Linked DNA regions of Mus musculus: regions 1 and 2 are each linked to region 3. The links are chromatin contacts, called in public HiChIP or PLAC-seq maps. All regions are on one chromosome and are shown on one strand. The core of a region is the stretch at or near the end of the contact, and the rest is flanking DNA. Distances in the headings are between cores, read along the strand shown. Region 1 has its middle 19 kb from the start of Serpinb1a. Region 2 has its middle 27 kb from the start of Serpinb1c. Region 3 overlaps Gm6093 (predicted gene 6093).

The links. HiChIP or PLAC-seq counts read pairs in DNA pulled down with a chosen protein or histone mark.
Region 1: a contact with region 3 is called in an H3K27ac HiChIP or PLAC-seq map of acute myeloid leukemia, with 3 times the contacts expected there. The contact joins two enhancer-like sites. A contact is called at or near these places in 5 of 115 datasets of contacts at active chromatin or transcription factors (the 230-238 cell line, acute myeloid leukemia, bone marrow-derived dendritic cells and 1 more).
Region 2: a FOXA1 HiChIP or PLAC-seq map of pancreatic cancer cells shows a contact between it and region 3. The contact joins two enhancer-like sites. A contact is called at or near these places in 2 of 15 datasets of contacts at CTCF or cohesin (the NIH/3T3 cell line and large pre-B cells) and 4 of 115 datasets of contacts at active chromatin or transcription factors (the 230-238 cell line, embryonic stem cells, large pre-B cells and 1 more).

What each region holds. Positions count from the first base shown.
Region 1 is chr13:32,830,790-32,833,489 of GRCm38.p6, reverse strand. No RefSeq gene overlaps it. Among named protein-coding and RNA genes, the nearest start is that of Serpinb1a, 19 kb to the left of the region's middle. Within about 2 kb of position 1,404, at least 119 of the 459 cell types and tissues checked have an H3K27ac peak or open chromatin away from gene starts, as enhancers often do. A contact at or near this core is called in the 230-238 cell line and acute myeloid leukemia, where this site is marked.
Region 2 is chr13:32,923,797-32,926,496 of GRCm38.p6, reverse strand. It overlaps a transcript of Serpinb1c not described here and the pseudogene Gm18311. Among named protein-coding and RNA genes, the nearest start is that of Serpinb1c, 27 kb to the right of the region's middle. Within about 2 kb of position 1,361, at least 67 of the 459 cell types and tissues checked have an H3K27ac peak or open chromatin away from gene starts, as enhancers often do. A contact at or near this core is called in the NIH/3T3 cell line and pancreatic cancer cells, where this site is marked.
Region 3 is chr13:33,560,580-33,563,279 of GRCm38.p6, reverse strand. It overlaps Gm6093 (predicted gene 6093), which reads left to right. Exons shown (of 3, transcript NR_131141.1): 3 at 1-794. Among named protein-coding and RNA genes, the nearest start is that of Gm6093, 7.4 kb to the left of the region's middle. Within about 2 kb of position 1,394, at least 34 of the 459 cell types and tissues checked have an H3K27ac peak or open chromatin away from gene starts, as enhancers often do. A contact at or near this core is called in the 230-238 cell line, the NIH/3T3 cell line, acute myeloid leukemia and 1 more, where this site is marked.

The DNA of each region.
Region 1 (2,700 bases), core at 155-2,654, 730 kb after region 3:
GTCTTCCTGAGCTGTTCAACCACAGCTCGGTTGTGATGGCAATGAAACCCTTCAGAAGCCCTCTTTGTCGGCTCACTTTCTGAAAACAGTAAAGTGAACTCACCATCATGTGACAAGTCCCAATGAAAGACAGCAAAATGATTGTTTAGCTAATACTGCTAAAATTCCCACCAGCCCAGTAAGAAAAGTTACCCCTCTATAGGAAAGATCCCGGCTCCTCTCCACCTCGACCTCTCCTGCCCTTGATTTTAACCTTCACTTATGAGAACAGACTGTCCTAGTCTTCTGGGGGGCAGATTTTGCTTCATCTTGATTAAAAATAATGGCAAAGATTCAAAAAAGGGAGATATATCTCATACTTATCTACATACTAGAATATTTTTAAGCTTCTTTAATCCTCTCATCCGGCTAATGAGTTAGATGTAACATGTTCTCATTGTATGGATGATGAAACCAATAAAGAGATGTTACACAAGCTGTCCACAGTCTCAAGAGCCAGCTTTCAGCCCAGAGAGCCCGCCCATTCATCTATGCACTGACACTGTCTTGCACAAAGCCTCACACGGGGAAGGGAGGGAAGGATGGAGGGACTCTTCCAAACATGTCAGGACAGCCTCTAGGTGACTAAGCTTTGCTGTAGATCTTGGAAGTCATTGCTCACATCCATTTGTCAGTGTTTCTGAATCCTGGAAATGCCTAGCAGCTGGAGACAAGGGTGAGCAGAGCAGACTTTCCTGCCATAGACTATTTTAACAAGGAAAAGACAGGATGAGGGCTCCAAGCATAAAAGGCAGGCTCTGTGGAACACAGATTCAAGAAGAAAGGAGATTGTCAGTCATAGAGCAGATCCCACAGCCATGGAAATGAAGACCGTGGCCCAGTATTCTGTAATGTTCCTTCAAATCCAACATTCTACAGACTTCATGGACCTGGGAATGTACGGGACTCACTGGTCAAATGTTGGTGATCTAACAAGAATAATATAAGGGAATTTGGCATCAACTGGTATAGGGAGCAAAGGAAGGCTTGCGTGAGTGAAATCCTGAGGAGATATGGATTTTTATCATGGCCAAGGCTTTGTGGAGGACAGCAAAGGCCTGCCAGACACATGGCCAATTGACAAAGCTATTATCCATATGGGCCAGGCTGGGCGCAGCTGTGTCAAGGATGCCCAAGGCCTCACATGGGAAATAGGCAAAGCTGTTTCGCATATGAGCCAGGCTCAAGAGAAATTGCAAGGCTTTTCTTGGGAGTTCTGGTGTACTGTTTAGGAAGACTGATAAGTGTCTACAAAGTCTAGTAACTGTATTTCCTTCTCCCAGTGTGTACAAAGGCTAGCAACTGTATCTTCCTCCTCCGCAGTGTTTACAGACTGACACTGCTCATGCAGATCTCCTACCCCAGAGCCAACTAGCCCCGCCTTCTGTACCTACCTAATTTGGTTTCAGGTTGTGGAGAACTCCCACAGGACCCCAGTTTCACTGTCTGTGAGTCACATGCCCTTGCTACCTCTGGCCAGAGTTCTGGGACCCAAGTAAGTAGGGAGATGGCAACCTGGGTTCATTGTACTGAGAAAAAAAAAAAAAAACTACAATCACAGTATAATTTTAAATACACAAGAGACAAAGTGTTCCAGTCAGTGAAACAGATGCACAGTTCTCAGAGAGGCAGAAGTTATGTTTACAGACAGAATGGGTGAGCTGGGTGCACTGGTTCTTTGGAAGAGTGTCCACCCTGATCCACTCATAGCTCAGTCATTCTTATTCAGAGATTTACAGCCTAATATTGAAGATTGCCAAGGGTTATTACTGAAGGCTATCTCTTTGACAACCAACCATGTTGCCTGGCAACAATTTCCTTGTTGATTTATTATCTCTTCTTATCATTGTTTCTGTAACTTCCGCAAATCTATCCCTATTCTGTTCCCTCCCACATGAAATAAAGTTCCTTTATATTCTGGGCTTGCCAGGCAGCAGGAGAAAATGATGGCTTCATCAGACTTAATTGTGACATAAAAAGCTGGATGCTTCGCTATTATTTCAGCCCCAACTTCAGTTTGACTTTAAGGCATTACTTGAAATTCCTATCGACTATTAAAGCAACACTCGCAAAATCTTGTGACAGCTATCGCAGTCAGGATGGAAGAAACTGGGATGTGAAATTTCACGGTTTAGCTTCTCGTGTTGGGAGGATCTGATCAGAACTAGACTGCCTACAGGGCAGGGGTGGGGTGGGGTAAGGAGTCCAACCTTTGAACAATATAAAGCAGGAGGGTACGTGGTTCCTTTTTCTAGTGGTCAACATGCTGAAAGAGTCTTAGGTAGAACAGTTGAAATTTGAGGGATGTATTGTGACAGAAGTTAGGTTCATTTAAGCCATGAGGAATTTCGTTTTCCTCTGTGTGTGTGTGTGTGTGTGTGTGTGTGTGTGTGTGTGGTATGTGTGCAGGTACATGTGTGTGGTGGTCCAAAGTGTTCTTAATTACTATACCTTATATATCAAAGCAGACTCTTCTCCCTAAACAAGCAGCATGCCATTTCAGCTGGTCTCACTAGTCAGTTTCCTTCAGGGATCATCTGCAAGGATTACCAGCGGCTGCTATGCCTACCCAGCTTTTACATGGGTTCTTGGGCTCTGAATATCTGTCTTCACAGTTGCCTGGTAAAGAACTTTACCCTCTGAGCTATTTCGTCAGGCCCC
Region 2 (2,700 bases), core at 112-2,611, 640 kb after region 3:
TACCAGACTGCATGCCTACCTTTCACCAAAAACTCCAGTGGACAGACACAGACAGCAGGGATCAGTTATTCTATATTATGGATGAAAGTTTTGTCTGATTCTATCTTAAAAACAAAGCAAGTCAAGTTTTTAAAGTAAATCCGCTGGTTTGCTTTTTGACCTTGGGTTGGGCTGTTTTCTGTTTCCCCTTGCTGTTTGTGTTGGGCTATGATTTGTGAACAGAGGTGTAAAGTATCACATTCATTCTACACTAACTGCCACTTGGTTAAATTGTTTTCAAGAATCTTAAACTTCTACATAACTTTTAATTCACAGTGTTGGACTTTCTAATTTAACTTAACGTGCTATCTTCTAGGCCTGTGTATGATGTTAAAATGCAAGATTTCTTTCTCCTTAAGACAGAACAGAGTTTCATTGTTTTTATGAATGCACATTACTCTCTATTTTCCTGTTCATCAGTTGTTGCACACAAACAGATCCCTAATTAATCCCTGTTAGGATTAATATTGTGATAAAAACAGGTGTTACCATCTTTTGTTCATACAAATTTTATTTGTACTCACAGATTTTATTTCCTTTAGCTACATACCAAAAAGTGAGATTTTTTGAACCATATGGTAGATCCATACTCACCTTTTAGAGCACACTCCATATTGTTTTCTATAGTATCTGTGCAGACTTGTGTCCCCTTAAACAGTAAATAAGGGTTTCTTTTCTTTAAGTCATTTTGAAAACATACTATCTTGATTATTTAGGTTTTGTTTTTTATTTACTTGTCCATTTAAAAACTTCATTGTATATATTCATTTCCATAGTACTGTGCAAGATAAGGGCAATTTCACACAGTATACATTGGGTACCGTATACAACCTCCCTTCTCATACTCTCTTTGCTGTTTTTATAAAAACTTGAAACCACCAGCAATGCAGGACTCATCATTGTTTTTGGTTTATTTGTTGTTTTGCTATTTGTTTTGTTTGTTTGTATTTTGTATATGTGGAGCTGAAGGGGAGAAGCAGGTAACTTGACTTAGACCAAACTAGACACGTGTGTAAAATCATATGAATTTGAAACAAAAGCTGGGATGTAAGTTCAGGCATTTGATTGGGAAGTTATAGTCAGGACACAAAGAAAGAAGCTAAACTCCAAACTCATGGACTGGGCCAATGGATGAACATCTGAAAAGACGCAGTAAAAAAGGCACCAATAGGAGTCATGCTGCCGAGGGGAGCTGGCTGCACTGAGACTCAGGCAGGGAGACAAAAGGGCAGGTGACCAGACAGGCTGTGCTTGCACTGAATTGCCAGTGTGTGATCAGGGTCACTGCACACCCTACTTGAAGGCTGGGGCAGTTTCACTCCTCATTTCCCGGACCCAGCCTGTTATCTGGCATACCAGCTGAAGTATGTAATGAATAAACATATGACGGCAGAGGGAAAAGACCAGTGGCCAACTGGGCAGCAAAGGTGAAGCAGTAGAAACTGGAAATCAGTAGAAAAGGATGTGCCACACCTACTGAATGGAATCTCAACAGCTTTAACAGAGAAATCCATGCAATCAGCGGTGAAGCTAGGTAAACTTTCCTAGTTGTCTGATGAAAGGAACAAATCCAGAAAGTGTGAGGGAGAGAGGGTCCATGAGGGAGGGTCGGGTAGATGAGAATTTAAGATCTGTTTCTCTTTATTCTTGCCTCCTTGGTCATAAACACACCAGAGCCTTAAGGAACACCCTCCTCCACATTCCTGCTCAGTAGGAGTCGCTCCTCCAGCTTCTGCAGATGAAGTCTGCTCTGTTTCAGTTTCTTCTGCCTCAAGGAAAACAGGAAAATATTTCACAGACCCTTGTTAATGTTTGCTGTCTAATATCTTAAGTGCTCTTTCCTGAGGAAGGCCACAAAACCCTACCAGGACCAGGCTCTTGACCTGGGTCTCCTTAGGTCTGAGACCCAAAGTCACACACACTGTACTGTCTTCTCCAACTTACTGAAGCTGAGAAGCTTTGAATTCTGTCACTCAGAATTGACAGAACTATGAAATGTCACACCAACACTGGAGATTTACTGTTGCCAGCAGCCAAAGACATTGATCAAGTTATGATCAGAGATGAATTTGTCATGGAATTGATGGCAACTTTTTTAATCTAACGGCACTCTCTGAAGAAGAATCGATGACATGTCTGCTATTCTTGATTGCTATTTCACCTCAAGTATTCAATATCCAGCATTCAGCCTGATGAGTCTACAGGTGTGGCAAACTGTTCATAGGTTTAAGTGAAGTATTTTAATGACGGAGACTTTAAAAAATTTATCTTTGCAAACCTCTTGAAACAACAGTTACTGCAAACAATTTATTAGCACAATTGATTCATTTATGACAGTGATCAACTTCTCTTGAGGAAGGGATGCTGATGTGTGCACAGACCGTGTTCCAGCTACTAGGATGTCAATTGGGATTTCAGTGCTTGATAGAGAATGAGTCACAAGAAGTCATCGGAATTCACTATATGATTCATTGTCAAGTATTAACAATGAAGATGCTGTAACAAGAGTTACAAGACATAAGTAAAACATAGTAGGTTCCATCAGCTTTGTAAAGGAGAGCACCGTTGACTGTTTTTTTGCAGCTACACAACCAGTTGGATGCGCCCACCAAACCTCTGCTATTTCTCACTGAAGTGAGATGGTGTGGTGAGGAAACATTT
Region 3 (2,700 bases), core at 145-2,644:
AGTCAAAGGTGAGCTTGAGGAGCAGTAAGAATGTTACCTATTCAGTAACATTCGAATTCACTTCTAGTAGAAACCCTGAAAATAATCAAGCATTACAAAGAACAGATCTAGAAAAGCTCAGGGCTAATCTGCATAGTGATTACTTAGGACAATAGCTGAGTTGCACCCAAACACAGGAATACACAATGTCCTAGCAAATAGGTGGTTTGTCCATGAAAGATTTAGTGGAAGGGCATTCCCCTGGTACAGGTTTCTTCACTAGGCCCAGTGGAATAGCATAATCAGGAATTTACTAAAGAACCCCTGATGGTGGGTTTAACAATAGACTAGCATTGCATCAGAGCATTCACCTGGCACCATTTTAAGTGGTAAATGTGGCCTGGTTCCCTCCATCTTTTGATGTATGCATTCCTTTTGTTTTGTGTCACTGTAACTTGGCAGATGTGTTCTCCTGGTTGTTTGTTTGTTTGTTTGTTTGTTTGTTTGTTTTTCTTCTGTATAAAAAAGCCTGGTGTTCGTTTGGACATTACATTCAGACCCAACACATTCTCTCCTGTCTGCCTCTGTCTGTACCCCATTCTCACCGACTCTATGCCCATCTGTCCAAGACACTGATTCCCATGGATTGAGGGGGGCTGACTGAGCCCGGTCCATGACACTCTTTGTCTTCTCTCCTCTCTCCTCTCTCTTTGTCCTCTCCTCCCTCCCTCTTACTCTCTTTCTCTCTAACCTTCCCCCTCTCTCTTCTACCTTCTCTCTTTCTCCCTGCCTTTCTATAATAAAGCTCTAAAACCATAGAATGTCTCTGCTCATCAAGACCCACTGAGCTTGGAGGATGAGATAGGCTTTCTCCTAATGAGCCGTTTCTAATCTCTTGATGGAAGGCCTTCCTGTGCTCCAGTCAAGATCCGCTGCACTCACTCTTGCTGGTGTTGGGAACCTTACTTCCCTCATTCCTCTTTCCCATAACCCCAGTGGCTTTAGCTAGGGCTCCCAGTAGGGCTGCCCTTTTGCCACCCCGAAGAGTGGGTCAGAGGCTTAAATGCTCACCCGGGGATGAGTGGTAAGTGTATAGCAGCCCTTCCATGCCTGACTGATGAGAGAATAGGTAAAACTCTGACGGGGTCCTTCCCCCTCTTCCCCAGGGCCCCCTATTTTAGTTCCCAGCACATACTTATCAAAATAAATTAGACCTTGTGGCTACAGATGGCCTGCTTGTCTGTGCATAGTAGCTGTTGTGATGTTACTGGTCAAGAACACAGATAAATTGACTCTAGGACAGAATTTGGTAATTCTGTGAGAATTCTAGAGAGCATGGTTCACTAGCCCCCTGACTGATGACTGACTAACGCTCACATGACTCATTACCAGACTCTATTGCTTAACTCTGAAAGAGTCACTTCTCCCTGACCCTCGCATGTCTAAATTCAGTTACCATGCTCACAGAACGAGACATAGAGTCTCCTGTACATGACTGTCAGCAAATTCTTGCTGAGGCACATAGGTGACATGAAGATCTACAGACAAGCCACTAGAGGGCACAGATGTTACCTGGTTAACAGATGTGAACAGCTATCTAGAAAAAGAAATGAGACATGCTGGAGCAGTTGTGGTAGACAGACACCAAGTTATCTGGACAAAGGTCCTGCTAGAGGACACATTAGCCCAAAAGGCAAAACTGATCGTCCACACTAAGGTCCTGGAAATAAGAAAAGAAAAAAGACTCAATGTCTACATGGATAGCAAGTATGCTTTGGCCACAGCCCATGTCCATAGGGCCATATATCAACAGAGGGGTCTACTGAGAACTGGAGGAAAAGAAATTAAGAACAATGAGAAAATACCAGCTCTCCTGAGGGACCTCCATGACCCTGCCAAGGTAAACATCATCCACTGTCCTAGTCACCATTAGACAGATACCATGAAAGCAAGGGACGACAACATGGCAGACCAAGAATTGTTGCAGCCATGACCCTGCTGGTGCTCCTGGCAACAGAGCCCAAGTTTGCCTATACAGCAGAGGATTTAACCCTCATTTCCAAAGATTATAGTTACCAGTTCAACAAAAATAAGAGACTGTGGTATACCTCCAGGGGAAAGAAAATTCTGCCATAAAGACAAGCAGAGTCTATGCTCAAAAAGATGCACTTAGGGATAAGCAAGCTCATCCAGACATTCTCCAAGACTAAGTACCATGTATGAGGTTTAAAACACCTTGTGGAGCAGGTGTTGCACAAGTGTGTGCCCTGCTAAAATGTCAATGTCTGCCACATTACAGTGGATCCAGGGAAAAGGTACCGGGGAGACAAACCTGGCATCTATGGCAAGTAGACTTTACCAACGAAAATATGGGTATAAATACCTTCTTGCCTTTGTGAATATGATCTCGAGATGCATAGAAGCTTTTCACTGTAAAAATGAGACTGCTCAGATAGTCGTCAAGAAAATTATTGAAAAAAATTTCCAAGTTTCAGAATGCCAAAAGCAATAGGGTCAGATAATGGCCTTGCCTTTGTTGCCCAAGTAAGTCAGGGGGTGGTCAAGTATTACAGGTCAAATGGGAATTACATTGTATGTACAGACCTCAGAATTCAGGTCAGGTAGAAAGGATGAATAGAACCCTAAAAGAGACCTTGACAAATTAACCATGGAGACTGGCACAGACTGGGTGGTGTTCCTCCCCCCTGCCCTATTTAGAAC